Regions from separate parts of the Mus musculus genome. Here region 1 is linked to region 2. The links are chromatin contacts, called in public HiChIP or PLAC-seq maps. All regions are on one chromosome and are shown on one strand. Each heading gives the region's core, a stretch centred on a gene start, on an enhancer-like site or on the middle of the called end of the contact. The rest is flanking DNA. Distances are from core to core; before and after follow the strand shown.

Evidence for each region. HiChIP or PLAC-seq counts read pairs in DNA pulled down with a chosen protein or histone mark.
Region 1: an H3K27ac HiChIP or PLAC-seq map of heart atrium shows a contact between it and region 2, with 7 read pairs. The contact joins the promoter of Trabd2b here to the enhancer-like site in region 2. A contact is called at or near these places in 1 of 15 datasets of contacts at CTCF or cohesin (the NIH/3T3 cell line), 3 of 484 Hi-C or Micro-C datasets (cerebral cortex, cortical neurons and liver), 5 of 115 datasets of contacts at active chromatin or transcription factors (the SCID.adh cell line, embryonic stem cells, fibro-adipogenic progenitors and 2 more) and 3 of 9 other capture datasets (adipose tissue, liver and pancreatic islet).

The regions. Positions count from the first base shown.
Region 1 is chr4:114,403,266-114,410,051 of GRCm38.p6, reverse strand. It overlaps Trabd2b (TraB domain containing 2B), which reads right to left and starts at 3,328. Exons shown (of 7, transcript NM_001085549.1): 1 at 3,133-3,328; 2 at 599-1,159. The coding sequence starts at 3,234.
Region 2 is chr4:114,369,776-114,376,425 of GRCm38.p6, reverse strand. No RefSeq gene overlaps it. Among named protein-coding and RNA genes, the nearest start is that of Gm40228, 26 kb to the right of the region's middle. Within about 2 kb of position 4,880, at least 13 of the 459 cell types and tissues checked have an H3K27ac peak or open chromatin away from gene starts, as enhancers often do. A contact at or near this core is called in cerebral cortex and heart atrium, where this site is marked.

The sequences.
Region 1 (6,786 bases), core at 2,079-4,578, 35 kb before region 2:
GTCCGTTCCCCCCCCCCCCCCCCCCCGTCTTAGGGAGGCAGCCCCAGAGTCACAGAGCTTAGCAAAGGCCCAGGGAACCATGCAGAACTTAGTGTTAATCAGCAAAGCAGTGCTGGTGGAGGCCAAGTCCACAAAACCTTCCTTGACAGCACAGGCTAGGCACCTCTGTGTAGTCTCTATAAACACACCCACAGGTGTGTATCCAAGCAGCCTCAGGACAGCCCTGTTCTCTGAAGCCCTCAGGGCCTGGGGAAGACTGCTGCAAATGGGCAACTCCCTCCTTCTGTTTTGAATCACTCTGATGCTCCCAGGGAAATTCTTTCTGCTCAGGCAAGCACAGCAGGTGGAGAGTGGATATCCCCAACAGGGAACCACTGAAATGGAAAGAAACACCCAAACTCTGGCATGTAGTAGTTTCCCCTGACCCCAGTAGAGCAGCCCAGTGCTATTCAGGACCAGAGAGATACTTTTGCTTGGGGTAAGAGACAGGGAGGATGGGACCTGACTCTGGCTGTCTGCTGGAGCATGACAAAGATCAGAGACTAAGACCAAGACACTGGGGACCGACCGCTAGCTAGGCTGGCAAGTCGGTTCTTACCTGGGAGAAGTTGAGCCCATTGAGAGGATGGCACTGCTCCTCAACCCGCTCCACAGCCCCTGTGCTCTTCTTCATCTTCTCAGCCTGCTGGGCCAGGTAGAGGTCCAGCACAGGCACACCTCGGGAGCGCACATCTGTCTCCGTGAGGGAGTTCACCATGAGCATCACCCACACGGGCCTCTTGCGCTCCCAGTTACCAGCAATGGCATTGAACAGGTAGTCAGCATACAGCCCCTTGCCGCGCTGTGCTGGCGTCATCCAGGAGGGGATCATCAGCTTCACATAGTCCAGGTGGCGCTTCAGGCGCCAGTAGAGCTCCCTTGGCAGCACGTCCTGCAGGTTCTCCCCATGGGGCAGCAGCTGGCAACTGGCCAGGGCTGAGATGGTATAGGGATCTGTCAGATCCAACTCAAAGTAGACGTGAGTGCTGGCCTGGAAGGCTGCTTTGGAATTATCAGGGATGAAGTCCCAGACTCGGGTATAGGGAACGTGGATGGTGCCAAACAAGTAGGCTGGAGGATGGCGCCGAATAGTCCACAGGAAGGAGTTCAGGTCCCTCTGCTACATGGAGAGAGAAGAAGAGAGGCAGATCAGTGAGGCCAAAGGCAGCAGGGCAGAGCCAGGGTTGGCACTGAGAGATTGCAGGGGTAGATGGGGCCAGAAGGCAGAGGCCCGCTGGCAAGGGCTTTCCAAGCTAAAAGTTCCACATTCAAATGCTGGCTTTGTCCTTTCTTAGTTGGATAATTTGTAGTATATCATTCTACTTCCCAGACTCAGTTTCCTCTTCTGCAAAATGGGGGTGAGAATGGGAGTTATTGGTAGGAGTGAAAAACAGAACATACATATCTGAAGCCCTCAGAGTGGTGCCAGGCACGGAGGAAGTGGGCAACGAAAGGAGGCTCTCTTTATGACTAGCTTTCACTGTGAAAGCCAAGGGCTGCCACACCACCTGAGAACATTCATGCTTGGCCAAGCCAAACCTTCACCAGGGTGTTTCATGTGTAGGGTGGGGGGGGGGGGACCAAGAGTCCTGCTCTGGCAAGAAAAGAGGAAGTCATATAACTTTTAAATACAGCCATTAGAAGACACATGCCAAGAGTACTCTGAAAGCAGAACACCTATTAAAAATAGCACACCTATTTCAGCAGCTCCTTCCCGTTCATCGGGTGGGTAAGGCTTTCTTCTTGGAGGGCAGGTCACGGGTGTTAGCTACTTTGCTCCACTCACTGAGACCATAGGTGAGAAAGGGTTTTAAAATCTTGCAAAGCCAAAGCAAGTCTCAGTTGCTGGTGTGGGAGGAGAGGATTTCATAGAATTAACCCCAGGAAGCATACATATTCTGGGTGCTTTCTAAACTCCCCCCACCAAAAAGGTGAGCCTAGCTCTCCATTTCCAAGTCTGTCTTTGTCTGTGACCTAGGCACACACTATGGTTGTTTTTTCCAGTATCAATTAGGATTTGGAAAGAAACAGGAGTAGGGGACTATCTCCCAAGCAAAGTCAGTTTCCATCTAGAAAAGTCCCTGGAGTGACCACTGACCACTTAACAAACTTTAGGTCAACTCATAACATATTCCTCCCTGATTCTGGCACAAATGAAAAGTATTTATTGTGGGTGGTGGACACAGAACCATAGTTTACCAACAAACCTTACAAATGTGAATGCACAATAGACAGTGCCTACCAGCTATCCAGCTGGTTTCTTGCACAAGGCAGACTGCTAGCTGTGCACCTTGCCCAAGGCCAACCTATGCCCTGCTAATAGGGTAGCACAGGAAGATCCTGCAACAGTATTCTCGTCTCCTGGCATCTAGTTCAGGATGATTGCCAACGCATTAATCTATATTTGAAGATAAGGGCATTGCAGGAAAAAATATCAAGAGATGCCGGGTTTGGAGAGGAAAGTTGGGAGAAGCAATAATTACTTGGTGCCCTTAGGAAAATATTAGACAAGCAAGTTCATCCTGTCATTTCCGTTTCTCTCCTATGATATCTTACCCTTTTCAGGAAACAGGGGCATTTGGGACAATCGGTACTGGGTAGGGTCTGGGGTACAGAGGGAGAGGAGTGAGAATGAGCACCAGGGTTGGAGGATCCAGCCTTAGGTCAGAAAAAGGGTCAAGGAGAGGGAGGGATGCCTGGCCTGGGGCACTGTGTGAATGAAACAGCAAAAGGGTTGGAAGTCAGGGTGTAGAAAAGGGTACTAGGTGTTGGGAAGATGAAGTCAGAAGAAGGCAACCAAAGGGTAAAGGTAGGATAAAAGACAGGAGAGTTAGAAGCGGACACAGAGAGGGGATCCATCCAACCAAGACCAAAAGTCTAGGGGAAACTGTCCGCGAGTGGAGAAGGAACCATCTGGGCTGGGCTCAGACTTGGAGTCCGGGAGGACAGATGCTAGGGAAGGGAGCCCAGGCTGTGCCCAGAGGGCGGAGGTGGAGCGAGTGGGCTGAATGGAGAAGGCTGGTCCCAAACCCTGGCCCCTCAGGCTGGAGTGTCCAGGCAGGCGGGAGAGTGGCAGGGCTGGTGCTCGCTCACCGATCCAGGCGGCCGGCACTGTCCTCCGTCGGGGGGTTGCGGACGGGCGCGGGCGGTGGCAAGGAGGGCGGCTAGCAGCGGCCCCGCCAGGGCGGCGTGCATCCTGCCGGGGCCCGCGGGACGCGGGGGTCCCTCTTGGGCAGCGCCCCCTCAGCAGGGCGGGGAGCCCCCAGCTGGGCACCGAGGATCTTCTGGAGCACAGGGCTCCAGGCGCGAGATGCTGGGAGCCCGCTGGGGCGTGGCTGGATGTCCCTGTCGGACCTGGGGGTCTCTCTGGGGCGGGGCTCCGGTCTGTTGGAAGAGGGGGATCCTCTGGGGCGGGGCCCCTCACCAGGGCGCGCAGCCGGGTTGGCCGAGCCCCGGAATTCTGAGAGCGCGCAGGGGTCCTAGAGCGCGTGGGGGTCCCGGAGCCGCGTCAGGGTCCAGGGGTACGCGGGGCTCCTGGGGCAGTCCTGAGATTCCAGGGTGAGCGGGGGAACTCGGGTTATGCTGGGCACCCGGGGCGCGCAAGGGTCCCAGGGGTGCGCGGCGCTCCAGGGGGCGCGCAGTGGGACAAGTGCGGCAGAGGGCGCGGCGGGGCGGGGGTCTGCTCTGAGGTGCCGGGCTGCCCCCGAGCCCGGCTCAGAGGGGCGGCGGGCGGCCGCGCGGCCGCTGCCCGGGCTCCGCCATGCTGCTCCGCGGCCGGGAGGGAGGGAGAGAGGAGGGCGGGAGAGCGGCGCGGAGCCGGGCCGGGCGGGGGGCTGGGGCCGCCGGGCGGGGGAGGGGAGGACCCGGCGCGGGAGGCGGGGGGCCGGGGCCGCGGCGGGCCGGGCCGGGCCGGGCCGCAGGGAGTCGGAGCGAGCTCGGCGCCCGGGCGCGGCGAGGCGGGGTCTGCCGGGCATGGCAGGCGCTCGCTGGCTCCGCGCTCGCTCTCTCGCTCGTTCCCTCGCACGCGCGCGGAGGGAGGCGAAGCCCGCAGCAGCCACTTCCCAACTTTCCAAACTTCCCAGCGCAACTTTTTCCTCTCCTCCCCTGCCTGCGCCTCCTCCCTCCTCCCTCTCCTTTCCTCTCCTCTCTCCAGCTCTGCGCCGGGATGTAGCTCCTGAGCGCTACCGCCAGAGGGCGTCTGGCTCAGTGGACCTTGGGTTAAGGTGGAAGTCCAATGGTCAGGCTGAGACAAATTTGGGAACATGGGCCAGTTTCTCAGAGCACATCTGCGAGGCCTGGCGAGAGTAAGCAGTTAACAGGACAGGATTTGTGTAGGCACTTCGAGGTATATCGGAGAATGAGATGGTCACTGGAGATCCAGAAAACGTGGTATTTGCTTACAACGTTTTGTCATGCTGCTGTGCCTAACACCACCACATGTGTTCCTAGGCACTCTGCAAAGACCCACTACATTAAATTAAAACATGTCTAAAGAACATAAAACAATTAGAATTCCTTGGAAGCTCCATTCAGTCAGTCATTCTCCTGTCTGTTTCTCTGGGTGTACACACACACACACACACACACACACACACACACCGCTGTTGTTAAACAAGATTTGCTAAGACTCTATCCTGATATTGGAGGTTAAAGATAAATTGTGTGATATTATCAGAAGTCTATAGCTGACAGACATGATGAGATATGCAAGTAGACAATTAAAATACAATCATAGCAGAAGACCAAGAAAAGGCAGGCAGAGGAAGGGTTCCTGAGGCAGGCTCAATGGACCTCAGGCTAAGAGGTGGAAGTCAGGCTGAGACAAATTTGGGGATATGGGTGAGTTTCTCAGAGCAGATCTGCGAGGCCTAGTGAGCATAAGCAGTCAGCAGGACAGGCTATGGGTAGGCACTTTGAGGTATATCAGAGGTGCCCTGGAGTCAGGGCAAAGCCCTAGGAGATGATCTTTAAGATCTTTAAATCAGCAGTAGCTAATAGAAGGGAGTGAAGTGGCCGGGTGTGGTGGCGCATGCCTTTAATCCCAGCAGCACTCAGGAGGCAGAGGGCAGCCTGGTCTACAAAGTGAGTTCCAGGACAGCCAGGGCTATACAGTGAAACCCTGTCTTGAAAAAAGAAGAAGAAGAAGAAGAAGAAGAAGAAGAAGAAGAAGAAGAAGGAGGAGGAGGAGGAGGAGGAGGAGGAGGAGGAGGAGGAGGAGGAGGAGGGAGTGAAGCAGATGGATCACCTGCTGCCAAGGTATAAAAGTGGGATAAAAGGGCCTTCAAGGGACTGCCTACAGAAAGCAGATGGCCAGAACCTGTGTCATCATGCCAGGCCTGAGAGCATGCCTTTGTATGTATACAGTCATGGGAAGATACTCCAAGATTCAAATTTGCAAGTGGCTAGGTTATATCTTTACTTACAGGGCTCATGATTGAGGGAACAAAGTAGAGGCAGAGTGGCCAGTGGAAGCCAAGGCCTGATCCTAGGCCTTTTGGCTCCCAGCTAAGGGCCCTCCTCCCCTCTCTCCACTCCTGCCTCGGTTGCACATGGAACCACTAGAGAAAGGAAGGCTCAAAGTGTGAGTGAAGCAGAATGACTTGCCTCTCCGAGCCTAGAATGCGAGCAACTAAGAACTGGACTAAAAGTGAAGGATGTAAGCACCAGAGGTGGCTGTGAAATTTCCACTTTTTTCTTTGCAATTGCCTACAGTTCAAACTGCTAGATATCAGGAGCAACTTGTTCTGCTCAGCCTCTTATCCCACATACCTGCTTGGTGACAGATGCTAAGCAAACCAGAGTGCCCAGAAAACAGGACACCAGGGCATAATGTAGTAGCTCTGTCTCTCACACACAGAGTTCTGAGATCTGCAGTCATAACAAAGAGAGGTTCTTGAGAGATACTGCCCTGACTCAGCCCCTTTCCCCCTAAAGCCACCCATCTGCTTCGAAAGAGCAGTGAGTTGGTTAGAGTGAGAGTCTGCTTCCACAGAGAGATAGGAACATGGTCTTCACTGGGGAATTAGAAGATGGCAGATAGGGAGTACAAAACCGACCAGATCAAACTTAAAGTGATGGTATGTGTGACTATGAGTTAGTAGTTTTTCATACCTTCCCCCTGTATTTCAAATAAAAGTTCTCTCAGATCGTGTCTTTTCCCCTAAAATGATAAAGGTTTTGGCGGCTAATTGTCAGAGGTAACTGCTGTAACTTCCTCCTTTACTATGTCATGTAGGGCAGTCAGCAAGCGTAGACCACAGCCTCTTGGAGTCTGTTTTTCTCCAGACCTCTTCCTGGCTTCACTGTTTTTCAGTGACTCGATGTGTGTGATACTGCCTTAGGCACTGACACTGTTAATGAGACCTGAGAGCAAATAAATGTGTCAATCCAAGGGAAATGAAAGCATACATCAACACAAATCTCTATGCATTCATGTGTTCTTCACAATAGCCAGAGTGTAGAAACAACCCAACTAACTGTCCATCAGCTAGAGAGTGAGTGAGTGGGAAGCCAACCATGGTGTGTCAACACATCAGACTATACACTTGGAGGACATACATTTTTTTAAAAGAGTCATATTCAAGATAAAATATTATTTGACTTCAAAAAGCACTGCAGTGAGCATATGTACAGAGGCAAAAAGCAGGGTAGTGATCACTCAGAACAAGGCTAGATAAGGAGATGAAGGGACCATACCAAAGAAATGTTGGGGTTTGGGGGTGAGTAGTAAAAAAAAATCAAAAAGTG
Region 2 (6,650 bases), core at 3,631-6,130:
AATATCTATAAATAGTGGCATTAAGGAGTATCCCAGCCGACCATATCTTAGAAGAGGAAAAGGAGAGGGAGGAGGAAGGGGGAGGTGGAAGACTATTTCATTGACTTTCTGAATGAATTCTAAGATGATAGGTAGGATTTACTTAAGTGGACAAAAATATAAGAAGATGTCCTAAGCTAAAGTCAACTCTGTGCTTGGGTAAGAGTGTGTTGTATAGGGACATGAGCTGGGGGTTGGGGAGGAGCCTTTAGAGGCCAGCGAGGAGACACACCTAGCCACTATTCCTTGCAGTATTCCTTTGCAATCACATGGCATTATTCCCACTGAAAAGGGAGAAGGGAGCCACAGAAACTTAGTCACATAATATCTGCAATCAGTGTTTGGAAATGAAGTTCATGCCTGCAGGGGCTGAACAGTGTCCTTGCCAATACAGAGAAGTGAGGGCAGAATTTGTCTGGACTGGTGGGGGGAGGGGGCAAGAAGGAAGGAAGGGTACAGAGAAATCTTTGCTTTCATCTGCAGTCTAGCACAGAATCTTTAAATCACAAACTTGCAGACTGCACTGAGTTTAGGCTCATGGAGGCCATGAGGACCACGTCCCCACCACTCCCGTGCCCTTTGGCTTTCCATTTCAAGAGGAGATCGGCGCTCTTTCCATCCCTCCAGCTACAGGGAGCTGTCTCTAGACAGTTCTGCCTTTTAGAATGACAGCCTTCCCTTTCCTCATTGGGAGTTGGACCCAGGTTTCCAGGAGATCCCCACCATGCTCTTCACTTTAGTTCTGTTTGGAAGATGCACAAAAGCAGTAGCCACGTCTTCTAGGAAGCATACTCTGAATTTTCATACCCCCTTCAGTGTTTCCTCCAGATCCTCTGTGGTTGTTTGAATGAGAATGGTCCTCATAGGTTCATATGTTTGACTGATGTGCTTCCTAGTTGGTGGAACTGTTTGGAAAAGGATTAGGAAGTGTGGCCCTGGGTGAAGGAAGTCACTGGGGGTGAACTTTTAGGTTTTAAGAGGTTTGCCATTCCCAGTATGCTCTCTGCCTTCTGCTTGAGGTTTGAAAAGTGAGCTCTGAGCTGTTGCTGCTGCCATCCCTTTGCTCCACAATCATGGACTCTAATTCTCTGGAACCATAAGCCTAATTATATACTTTCTTTTGTAAGTTGATTGGTTAAGATGTTTCATTACAGCAATACAGAAGAAGGAACTAATCCACTGTCTCTACTTTGAGTATACGTCCTCCTCGATTGTCTCAGTGTACTTCTGCCTCCATTGCTTTCAGGGATACTCCATGGTAGCATGCCAAGAGCCCTCAGAATACTTCTCATAGCCTTTGACCCTGCTTTAAGATCACATGTGCCCTCACAGTCAGCTAATGGATGGATCATGGGGCCCCCAATGGAGGAGCTAGAGAAGTACCCAAGGAGCCAAAGGGATCTGCAACCCTATAGGTGGAACAACACTATGAACTAACCAGTACCCCCGGAGCTCGTGTCTCTAGCTGTATATGTATCAGAAGATGGCCTAGTCGGCCATCAGTGGAAAGAGAGGCCCACTGGTCTTGCAAACTTTATATGCCTCAGTACAGGGGAACGCCAGGGCCAAGAAGTGGGAGTGAGTGGGTAGGGGAGTGGGTGGGGCATATGGGGGGACTTTTGGGGTAGCATTGGAAATGTAAATGAAGAAAATACCTAATTAAAAGAAAAAATCATGGTGTGCTGAAAGATGGCAATAATACTACACACTGCAGTGCTGTGAAATGCAGGATTGTAGGTACCCCAAACCTTCACTCAGAAATTCCATTTTTCAGTATACAAGCCACAAAACAGATTATACACCCACATGCTTATGGTAGCATGAGTCACACTAGTGAAGAGATAGAAATGTGACGTAAACATAATAGAATCTTAGCCTTACAAGGGAGGAAAGACATATGGATGGAGCTTGAAAACAACAAGCTAAGTAAGTCAGAAGCACAAGAATAAAACCCACTGATTCTAGTTTTGTGACATACCTACAACATGCCATTTATAGAGCCTGAATATGCAATAGTGGTTACCAGGAAACTGGGTGGGTAGAAAAGTAAATGTAGAACCATTGTTTAAGGAGTTGGGTTTATGTTTGGGATGAGAAAGGACTCAACATGGATAATAGTGATGGCTGTAACAACATTGTGGATAGTGCTTAATGCCCCTGAATCATACACTTAAAAATTTATATACATACATACATACATACATACATACATACATACATACATAAAAAAGCCGAACATTCATATCCTCCTTTCCTAGTGAAACCCAATCAAGTATCTACACAACTGAGTTGAGTTCAATCTTATAAACTGTGAGCCACTGAGGCTGGCAGCAGACTGTGGCTGTTCATGATATTAGTGGTTAAATACTAGATTTAGCTATTCTTATGAATCTCTTTATTAACCCCACACAGCTTCTACTGTAACTGTCAACTGCTCTGATGAGTGAGCCTGAGGCTAAGGAGTTTGCTTAAGGTCATACAACGATAGCTGGGGATTGGACTGGGAATGTCTGATTACAGGCTCCCTGTTCTCAGTCAGGATTTGACTGTGAATGTCTGATTACAGGGTCCTAATTCTCAATCATTATACCCAACTACTTCTTGAAATAAAAATTAAGAGCAAGAATACATGAGCACATTTTACAGGTACACTTCCCCACCCCCACACATACACAGACAGACATGCATCCTCGATGTAGCATAATGGGTGAACCATTTGTAAAACCTTCTTAGAGAAGGAGCAGCCTTAACTCCAGGTTTAGTCCTCTATTGAGACATGTAGAGAGAATAAATGTTGAAGGGCCATTGATGTGTCCTTAAGAGATCAGGACATCTTAGTAAGGGGCCTTCCATATGGAGATAAGAGAGGACAGAGAACCCCTCCTGCATTCTGCTCACAATCCTTGCCAACATTCAGGCCTGACTTTGGAGAATCTGTGATCCTTTGTGCTCCTTTCCCCAAGAATTCTTGTGAATGGCACCTGAAAAATTGTGGCCTGAGAGTAGGTCCATTATTCCTTTAGGCAGGCAGTGCTTCGGAGCAGAGCCCCAGCCCAAGGCACAGCAGGATCTAGCACAGTGGGCACTTCTTGCTGAGGAGATGAAAAAAGGGAGAGGGCCAGAGAAAGCTTTGGAAGACATTAGCCTTGAGCAACTCCTGTTCAATTCTCCTTGTTTCCTTATAATTAGAACAAATTCGCTGTTAGCTCAGTTTCCATTCCCAAAGGTGGGAGGAATGCAGGAAACGTCTCCCAAGATGCTGAGCGTCCTTCTCAGTCTGACTGTCTAGACATATGACCCATGGGCTCCCCTTGGTGTGATGTCGTGCCGAACTGGTGGGGGCTGCAGCTGCAGCTGGGGAGCATTACCTCTGGGGCTGGCAAGGCCTCCATTGTGGGCTGAGGATTCCTCATTCTGGAACATAGCAGCCCCACTAAATGACTGTGACACACACCTGGCTGGCAGTTGCCTGTGTGGGTGAAGCTGGGACTCTGTTGCACTGCCAATCCCACCAGGCACAATTCACATGGAAGGCACAGCAGATGGCATTTCCTGGAGCTGCACACCATGTGGACCAGGAAGGGTGAGTCTGTGTGTAGTTGGCTGTCCTTGGGACCATCTCCCCAACTTTGAATGATCTTGATACTCTCGGGCTTCCCTCACTGCCTGCCCATTGCCTGCTGGGGTCCTAGATCCCCAACTGTCTACACTGGATTTAATTTGACTTCACTTCTCTTTTGTCAAATAAATCAATGCAGGGTAAGTGAAGGACTTCTTATAACTCTCACAGTTTTAACCTCATTTATAAATTGAGAGTAAGAAAACCTACCTTTAGTTTTTTTGGGAGGTTTAAATGAGACAGTATTGACAACATTCTTAGAACAGTGCCTAGTGCATAGTAAGTCTTATGTGTTTTGTTCGGTGCATGCATATTTTATCTCCATACGCCACTGGTCAATCTCGGGACTGGAAGGTGGTAAAAAAACAACTGAAACCTAGGTCTGAGTCCAAGCTTTACCCCAAATATGAGATAGTTGGAAAGATATATTGCTTTCTTTAAACCTCATTTTTGCCAGGCTATGGTGGTGCATGCCTTTAATCCCAGCAGTTGGGAGGCAGAGGCAGGCAGATTTCTGAGTTCGAGGCCAGCCTGGTCTACAGAGTGAGCTCCAGGACAGCCAGGGGAACACAGGGAAACCCTGTCTTGGAAAAAAACAAAATCAACCAACCAACCAAACAAAAAACAAAACAAACAAAACAAACAAACAAAACAAACAAACAAACCCCCCAAACCTCATTTTCTTAGTTTTGCAACTGTGGTTTATGTCAACTCAATTCCAAGGGTCTAGTCATACCTTCACACCTTGGTATCCTAGGACTCAAAAGTGTGGCCACTAGTTTTAGCTTCCATTCTCACCTCAAATCTTGGCTGAGCTCATCTCTGGCTACCCTGAGTCTTAGGGTCCTTAACCTGGATGGCATAAGCTTTCTATACTGCAGGACTTAGACCCTGTAGAAAAGACTGGGCTAATCAACAGAGATTAGTTTTGGGAAACAACAGCTAGCCCAGTGTTCCCAGAGAGGGTGCTTACATAGCCAGGGCATTGGAGGTGGGGGACTAGGCATTCCAAAGTCCGCCTAAAGTGGCCTCTGGGGAGGACCTAGAGGAAAGGGGAAGCTGGAAAGGGTGGGGGTGGGGGTCCTTAATCTTGGGGGATTAAGCTACTGCAAAGTGAACTCAGAAATGAGTAGGGATTTACTTCTTCCATCAACAGGCTGCTCTGTAGGGAGAGGTTTTAAATAGCAAAGGTGACTTTGGCTTAACTTGGCCAAGCAGTTGAACACATTCTTCACTTGGTTCCCAGAAATCAGAAATAGTCTGGTGATAGGCAGGGAGAGTAATGGAGGTGCTCTGGGGGAAATAAGACAATGGTCTGTTCTGATGGTCCCAAAGGGGATTTAGCCCCACCAAATAAACCCAGTGGGACTTTCTTGATCACCATGAAGGATTTTAGGGCTTATCATGCCTGAGAGTTCTTCTGTGTTTCTTAAACAGTGAAATCAAATCTTGAAGGCAAAAATAGATTGGCTCAAAATTACCCTAGAAAAAAGTAAATCACTGGCAGAGTCAGGGCAAAGCTGGTCTCCTGGCTAAAGTAAGGCTGACCTCTACTATTTATACATAGTTGGCAGGCTCCTACTATTTAGATATGCAGCCTCTGCACCAGCCACAAGCAGTATAAACTGGTGTGACAAGCAGCTGCACTTGTAGCTATGTATTTAGTGTAGGTTGTAGATGATGTAGGATAGAGTTGGATAGGCTCCAATGAACCAAGGGCAACCCCTGACCTCATTAGCAAGGCTGAGAGCAGCCTTGGAGATGAACTAGGGAAGAGGTACACATTTGCCTGGGGAGAAGAAGGCACAGGTCTTGGAGCTGGAAAACTGTTCCTATTTTCTGTTTTTGAATTTTCATTGTTCTTTTAGCTACTCTTAGCCCAAGAGAGGGATCAGAAGTCCTTGCTTAGCATGGCAGCTCCTGCTCTCATATGCTCCAAGTGAGCCTTTCCCATTTCAACAGGCAGAATGAGCATCAAGCAGTTCCCAACATCCAGCCTCAGTCATCCCATCAGTCTTCTGTAGCTACCATGACCTTGCACTGAATCTCCAGCATCCAGCACAACTTTCTATCAGGTCTCCAATATCTACCACATCCTCGCATTGAGTGGCCATTTGATTTCTTCTGCCCTAGCTTCTGATTGGTTCAAGCTACACCATATCTCACCTGGTATAATCCTGGACTCCATATCACCAACCTGCAGCCCAGGTTGATGATATAGCTATAACAAATTAATCTTTAGGAACTGAGTTTTGTGGGCACTTGACATCACCTCTAATTCTTGTCAGAGCTGTTCTGGAGCAATCACAGCCGAAGAAGTTCTGTGTCATCACAAAGACCAGAGCCAGTGGGAGGAGCAGAGGTTCTAGTTCTGAGGTTGATGACATAGTCTACTTACCAGAGGGTTTAGTGTTGTGATGGGCTGCTTGGGCAGGGAGAGAAAATTAAGTTGTGATTTCCCACATTTGGGAAGCTCACAGGTGCATCAGGCCCTTATGCTCAGTCTAACATCAAATACAGGCCTTACATTCCACATCAGGTCTGAAGTCTGCAAGCATTGTGTTCAGCCTCTATTTCCATGTTGTACTCATGGGCAGGAACAATCTGGGGGTTTGAAGGAGGCTGATTTTTTTCTCTTGGAGACAAATGTTTTCTAGGGCTTGGTAGTCTCTCCTACTGAAATATGTTGGAACTGTGGTAAGAAAAAGCTGCCCCCTGGTTCCCAGCCTCTGAGAGCCCCTCTCCCCTACTTCAAAGAATTTGCAGATAAGAGGGGCTTTGTGGCTAGGTGAGATCCTGCCTTCCCCCACCCTCCTGTCTTCCCCTTGCCAAATGTGCACAAGAAAATTTAACTTCCTTATCTGACTAGGATTAGATTTGTCACCCTGGAGCTTGAAAGGCCAAGGTGTGTGTGTGTGTGTGTGTGTGTGTGTGTGTGTGTGTGTATGCGTGCACGCAAGGGGGGACTGATGGTCCATTCAAATGTCCTTAA